2 separate regions of the Pan troglodytes genome follow, and region 1 is linked to region 2. A link is a contact called in public HiChIP or PLAC-seq data. All regions are on one chromosome and are shown on one strand. Each heading gives the region's core, a stretch centred on a gene start, on an enhancer-like site or on the middle of the called end of the contact. The rest is flanking DNA. Distances are from core to core; before and after follow the strand shown.

What was found. HiChIP or PLAC-seq counts read pairs in DNA pulled down with a chosen protein or histone mark.
Region 1: a contact with region 2 is called in an H3K4me3 HiChIP or PLAC-seq map of stem cell-derived excitatory neurons, with 7 times the contacts expected there. The contact joins the promoter of SQLE here to the promoter of MTSS1 in region 2. A contact is called at or near these places in 1 of 7 Hi-C or Micro-C datasets (stem cell-derived neural progenitor cells) and 1 of 1 datasets of contacts at active chromatin or transcription factors (stem cell-derived excitatory neurons).

Annotation. Positions count from the first base shown.
Region 1 is chr7:135,326,640-135,330,164 of NHGRI_mPanTro3-v2.0_pri, reverse strand. SQLE (squalene epoxidase) reads right to left here and starts at 1,662. Exons shown (of 11, transcript XM_009455896.5): 1 at 374-1,662. The coding sequence starts at 664.
Region 2 is chr7:135,055,211-135,058,724 of NHGRI_mPanTro3-v2.0_pri, reverse strand. MTSS1 (MTSS I-BAR domain containing 1) reads left to right here and starts at 1,503. Exons shown (of 14, transcript XM_063816552.1): 1 at 1,503-2,193. The coding sequence starts at 2,122.

The sequences.
Region 1 (3,525 bases), core at 413-2,912, 270 kb before region 2:
CACGTTTCTTTCTTCCTCAGGCACAAATCCAATCCTTACCCAAGAACTTTTTAAAAACTTTTTCGTCATGGAAAGTGGTTGTTCTTCTCCTTCAAAATGAAATTCTAACATTTCGTTCCATCTTTCATAACCAAATATCCAACCTCCATCTGAGGCTCAACCAATGCTAAATGAAACAAATGTTTTCACTCATTCTTAAGAAGGTCAAAGATGTAACCAAGGCACAGCAAAGAGTTTAAAATAATACATGAGAATGTATACAAGCATCTAACCTGCCGCCTTTTGCAATTCAAATAAAACTTATATTTGAGTGAACCCAATCCTACTCCTAAATAAGACACTCATTCATCTGCCCGCTTTGAAATCAACCTACCCTCCTGGCCTCGAGCTGCTCCTTATTTTCTGATTCAGGGGGGGACTTGGCCCAGAAGAAGCCAATGAAAGGCAGGCCTGAGAGAATATCCGAGAAGAGGGCGAACTGGGAGCCGCTCTGCTGGCGCCCGAGGAGACCCCCGTTTCCGTGGCGACAGCGGTAGGACAGCACCAGGCCCAGCGAGAGGAACACCAGCATGCACAACAGGACCTCCCTGTTGGCCAAAGTGATGAAGTCCCCGAACTTCTTATAAAAATAGGTGAAAGTGGCAATGCCCAGAAAAGTCCACATGGTTCCAAGGCTTCTTTGGTGGCACCGGTCAAGGCGGAGATTATCTGCTCGGGTGGGTTTAAGGTTCTCCCCAAAATGAGGTACCAAAAGGAGCACGGGGAGCCGGCCAGACTCCAGTAAACAGTGTCCCAGGACGAGAAGTCCGATCAGACCAGTTTTTAAAAATCATATAAAGTTAGTGTAAAAGTATGTGAAGCCAAGTTATATAGGACGTAGAAAGCAGTATTTAAAAATCGCCTGCTGGAACAGCTCCCGAGCAGACTCGCTCCTCCTCGCCCAGGCAATCCAGATATTCCCTTTTTTTCTTTTTTGATGGTGTTCCCTGAGCGGTTGCTGCGGGTGATGGATACTCTTCTGATACTGGCTCTTCGTGCTATAATTTCTTTTCTCACCAAGAGCAGGTGCCCTTTCAGAAGGGAATGGGAGTGGAGGGAGGGTCACAGAAACACCTCGGCACTGGGGGAAACGTGGCCTCGCCTCTGGCGACGGCGAGCAGCGGCCGGAAGGCACGGGGGCTGCGGGCCGGCGCGGGTTCAGAGGCTTCTTTTTCCGCGGACGGAGACACTGTACAGCCCAACCTCGGGAAAACGCCAGCGCCGACGCCTTCTCCAACAAAAGATGGCCTCGGACTCGAGTGCGGCTCCAGGGCAATGCAGCCCCAACCTCGCGATTTAGAGGCCTCCCGCTTCGCTGGCCCCCAGACCCGCCCACCGCGACTGCACCTCCCCACCGATAAAAGGTGGTTTCCAGGGTACCTCCCTCAGATGGCGGCGGCGGCTCCCGACGGCTTCCTCACCAGCATCCCTCGCGGGCGGCGGCTCTCGCCAGCGCGGCGCGGCCCCAGTAACCAGAGTAACCGTCGCGCGCCCCTACTCGCCGCCAGGCCCCACGCGTCTCAGCCGGCTGGGCGGGCTCGGCCCAGACGATGGACCGGGGGCGGGGCTCAGGCGCGAGTCCGCCCATACCGCGCGCCCCGCGTGCTGGCCCCGCCCCCCACCCCTGCTCCTGCCGCCGCCGGCCAATGAGGGCGCGCACCGCGCGGTAGGCCGAGATGGCGCTATGCCGCGTTTGGCCAATCGGAGGCGGCGCAACCTGCGCGGCGACGCCCCGAAAGGCGCTAGGGCGATGTTGCGTGGTGCGGGTTGGGGCGTGGGGATGGGCGCGGGCCGGCTCCGGCGTGGGTGGGGCCAGGGGTCGCCTAGGAGGCGCCCTGGGGCCGGGATAGGCGTCGGGGTCGGGGTTGGGGTTGGTTCACCGCAGCAGCCCCAGCTCCTGCGCCCTCCCTGGACTGAGGTGTGCTCGCTTTGAGGAGAAGCCTGGAGTGATCCGCTGCCTCGGGTCTGAACGTTTCCATTCATTCCGCTAGCATTTATTGAGCGCTTATGATATGTCAGTCCCCGGAGTCCGAAAGAGGAATCAGACACAGCTTCCCTGCCCTGTGTATGTGGAGAGGGCGGACGGGAGTGCGTGGAGAGCCTGACATTCCAGCTGAAGCTGGAAGAATGAGTAGGCGTTTGCCTTAAGAAGAAAAGGAGAGGACGCTCCAGGTGCTCAGGCTAGAGATACACGGATGCGCCCAGCCCGTTCTCTCAAGACCAGAAACGTTGGGGGTGGGGTCTCGGAGGCAAAGAAGTCAAATAGTCGTGTCATAGGTGTCCTGAGAAGGGGGTGGTTAGAGAGGGAGCCATGGAAACCCAAGAGGTGGTCCTTCCCTTGGCCTGGAGAAGTCTGGTGAGGCGCCCAGGGGGAGGTTACACGGTGTCCAGGACAAGCAGTCCGAGGGAGCAAAAGTGTGCAAAAGTCTCGGAGTGAGACAGCCCTTATTATACTACGATGAAACTTACCTAAAATTTATTGAGGCTTAAGACCTCAGTGTCTTTGCTCATCCTGTTTCTTAACTCTGGACTTCCTTCTTTAACCCCTATGATAATAGGTGCAAATCCCTTCTGCTTTTTGGAGCGTGGCTGCATTGTCACCTCTTCCACCAAATCGCCATTGACCTTCACCAAGTCACATAACTTTATTCATACTTTTTAATCTCTAGATTCCCTAAGGGAAGGATCTGTGTCTGATAAGCACCTAGCACAATGCTCTGCCCTTAATTTATCCTCCATAATATGTATTTAATGAATGATGAACGACACTGGCGCATAAAAGCAAGACTAGGCAACTAGAGTTAGGAGACCCAGATTCTGGCTACCGCTAACCAGCCTGTGACCTTTTACAGATGTTACAAGTCACTCTGCCTCTGCGGGGAGAAGGCAACTTCTTCATGAACTCGAACATCCTTTGCAATTCTCTATCAGATACTTGGCAGGGTTTAAAAAACATGGCACCTCTTATAACTTTTCACCCCCAATATTATGTTTTATCTGCTAATAAAATAATTATTTGGTAAAACACCCGCACAGGCGTTCACTTGACCCTCAAAACAACTTTGATTTTTAAAATGAGGAAAATGAAAATTAAAGAGGTTAAATGGCTTGACTAAATCACAGCTGTGATTAAATCGTAATGATGAAACCAAAAGTCAAAGTCCTGGTCTCCAAATCTTGTGGTTCCCCAGTATGCATAATTATCAATAACTGCCTTGCTTTCCAATACTTTTATTCTTTCTTCTACAATATTCCTCACTGTTACCAGTAAGTTTGGCTGTCTGAACTGACATCAAATTTAAAAGGACTGCAGAAAAGAGAATCAGTTCAATGTACGGGAAATCATTTCCTGAAGAGAATTCTTCAATAAACTGCTTATTGGTATCTGTGAGTTCTGTTTTGTTAAAATAATAGAGGAGCAGCTGACTCTTTTATTATTTTTAAATTTTATTTTTGTGACAGAGTCTCGCTCTGTGGCCCAGGCTG
Region 2 (3,514 bases), core at 254-2,753:
TTATTTACGAGATGCCAGGTACCACTTTAAGTGCTTTCATCGATCAGCTCATGTAATGTTCAGAACAGCCCTATCAGGTAGAAGCCATCATTATCCCCATTTACAGATGGATGAGGAAACTGAGGCCCAGAAAGGTTAAGTAACATACCCAAAGGCATACAGTTAGTAGGTTGTGAACTGGAGTTTGAATCCAGGCAATCTGGCTCTACAAGCAGTCATCTTGATAGTTAGAATACCAATAGTATTAAAATCACAATAATGATTGGCAGCAAACGATGTGTCAAGCACCCGTTATTGGCAAGGTGAAGATGAGTCGGATGCATTCGAATGCCCTTGGGGACAGGATCCAGCAGGGGTGATCAAGAGATCAGTTACTTCCTGAAGGTAACACCCTTCCGGGTGATTTCGGGGAGACGGATGGGGAAGGTGGGTTGCAGTTAAGAGTTGGGCAGAGTGATCCAGGGGAACATTATCTTCTGCAGCTGTGCTGTGTAACTCCTTGCATCCCTTTGATCCATAAAGTTTTCAAAGCCAGACCTTTTCCCATTACGGAGTGAATCTGACACAAGTGTACAGAATTTTGCACTTGGTTTCTTTTGGCCCCACTCCCCCCAGTCTTTTCTTTTGTTATGTTTTGTGCTTCAAATGGTTAGCTCAAGGGTTAAAGGAACTGTCCGGAGTTAGGTGCTTATGTCTTAATATCTTTTAAAAGTTGCTCATTTGATTCTCCTCCCTCTGGCCCATTTGGCGTTCATCTGAATGAGGGCTCCTGGTTATGCAGATAGGCAGTGGAGCTGTGAAAATGGACCACTAGGCCCCAAATCAACCTGGGCACATTTGCGCTCTGCAGGTTCAACCTCCCAGGAGGGCTCCCTGCGGTTATACCAACGCTGGCTGCTCTCAGTGGGCCTGAAAACCATCAACCGTCCAAGTCATAGGCAATCAGCAATCTCGATAGACTGATGGATCGTGGACAGAAGCTCTAACGCTGTTTCCATTCATTTAGCAACAGCAAATCAATCCACTTTTCCAGCATCCTGCAACTTTATCGAACTCGGCATCCCATTGCAGGATACGCCCCCGAACTCTCCTTAATTATATATTTCGCTATTTGCAATCAGGACTCGGCGATGCAGTCCTGACATCAGAAAATGGGCGTCTTCTCAGAAGGCCGCAGTAGCGGCAGCAGCTTTCCCGCCCTACTGAGCGCTCACTACAAGCGGGCTCTGGGCTAGGCGCGCCACCCGTGCAAGTCCCCGGGGAGCAGCGGTGCACCCTCCGTCCCGCGCGCTCGCAGCCATTGTAGGGTGGGCGCTCGCCAGGCAGGGTGCCGACACGCCCTCTCCGCGCTGCGACGGGCGGCCGGGGGAGGAGAGGGTGCGCTGTGCGCACCGGAGGGAGAGGCTCCGGCCCAGCGCCGCCTGTCCGCCAGCACACCAGCAGGCTCCTCTTTGCGGCGGGTGCCCCACGCGCCTCTCGGGCGCGCGCTCCCAGCCCCGCCCGCGTGCGGAGGCCGCACGGCCGCGAGAGCGCGCCCCCGCTTGGCGGACGCACGGCCGCGAGCGCGCGTGCGCCCCTCCGAACGTCCCCGGGAGCCCAGCCAGAGCGAGCGCCGGGGCCGGGCGCGCAGGAGTGAAAAGGAGGCGGCGGCCGCAGCTGCGAGCAACAGATCCGGACGCCGCGAGCTGACCCGCTCTGCTGTTGGGCGATTTTTTTTTTAATTGCAGAAAAATTTATTAAATTGGAAAATCTTGCGTTTTTCAATGGCGCTGGCCCCGGGTCAGCGGGCGATTTTCTCTGCATCAAGATGGGCTTTGCCGTTTCCGTAGTGGGCACCAGTGGTGGCCTGATTGTAAGTCTTCTCCCGGCATTTTTAAGGCCAGGAGCCGAGCGCTGCTTGTAGGCGAATACCCTACAGAGCGGTTTGGCTTTTTAAATTACTGTTATTATTTTGGGCAGAGAACAGTCGGTCTGGTGCACCCCGTCCTCGCTGCAGAAGAGGCTGCGAGTCCGAGGTGGGTCTCTCGGAAGGTGAAATTCCTTCTGGGGTGAGCGAGCCCCGGCCCCGCGCGCAGTCCAGCGGCCCCGCGTGTGTGCCCTCGCCCTGCCGGAGCCGGGAAAATGGAGGCTGTGATTGAGAAGGAATGCAGCGCGCTCGGAGGCCTCTTCCAGACCATCATCAGCGACATGAAGGTAGGACGCCGGGGGTGCGGCTGCGGCGCCGGCCGCCGCGCTCTGACTTCGCCGCCGCGCTTCGCCTCCACCTCGGGCCGGGCACCCGGCCCTTCCCTGCAGTGTGGCCACCGGCCACCTGCGGGAGCTCCCGGCCGGAGTGTCACCTGCTCACCCGGGGCGCTGCTCCGGGCTCTGCGGGGTCACTGGGCGGGTGGCTTTTCTGGGGGGTGTCTGCTGTCCCACGCCATCTCCCCCGCTTATTGTCCCAGGGGGCGGCACCATTTCTTTCCCTCGGGGGCTCAAGGCACTGGCTGCAAGTTTTCCCATTGTCTGTCCCTGAAGTAAGTGTCTGGGACCCGCGGGGGCTGGATGCCCGGGAGGACACCTGATTCCCCCGGGCACGGGGTGGGGGCGCCTGGCGCGGTGGTGGGGAGGAAGTGGGGGCTCTGCCCGCGCGCAGGAAGGAGTCCCCTAGCCTAGGAGACTGAGAGGGAAAGCCAGTCCCTCCTTGGCTGTCAGTTCTACTTGGAGTGGGGTATCTGAGCAAATTAGTTATTAATTGGGCCGTTCCGAAGCTGGTAAAGGTGTGCGTGCCCTCTCTTAGCCCTCCCGCGGGGCGCGGGGCCGAAGTTCCCGGGCAGCCTTGCAGGGGCCCCGCCTTCTCCCAGCTGAGCCTAAAGGCAAGATTGGGGCCCCCGAAATAACTGTATCCTACCCTCCCAGACCCAAACGGACACACACTCTAGGTTTTCTCTTGGAAGGGTTGTGAAGATGGTGTGTGTGTGCGCGCGTGCATGTGTGTGCGCGCGCGCGCGCGTGGGGGCGGGGAACAACACCCTGGCTTTTTCCAGCAAAGGGTGGGACTGGGGATAACCTGATCCTCGGATGTGGATTTTCTGGTGCCTAGAGATAGACCAGGGTCCCGTGTTATTCATCCAGAGGAAATAAAACCAGCCGCGCGAGCTGGCTGGAGGTGGGAATTGGGAGCGGTGGGGGAAATTATTTTTTTAATGTGTATTTAGGGAGCTTCTCTTTGGCTCTGGCCCAGCCCCAGTTTGCCTCAACAGATCCAGATCCGGGGAGGTGGTGTTTAATTAAAAGCTCGCTTCCAAAACGAGTGGGCAGGTTTGGAAAGCTGTGCACCGAGTGGGTGTGGACAGCCCCTCTTCAGCCGCTGCCTGGGCGCCTGGAGGAGCTTTTGTCTGATGAAGTGTAAGGTTTAGAGAGGCTTCGTGCCTCGGAAATGGTCTTTGGGAAGGAATGCTCAGCTGTCATGGCCTGCTTCCACCTTTCAGAACCAACTGCCACCTCACCCAGGGTGAACTTTATCAAGCTGCCT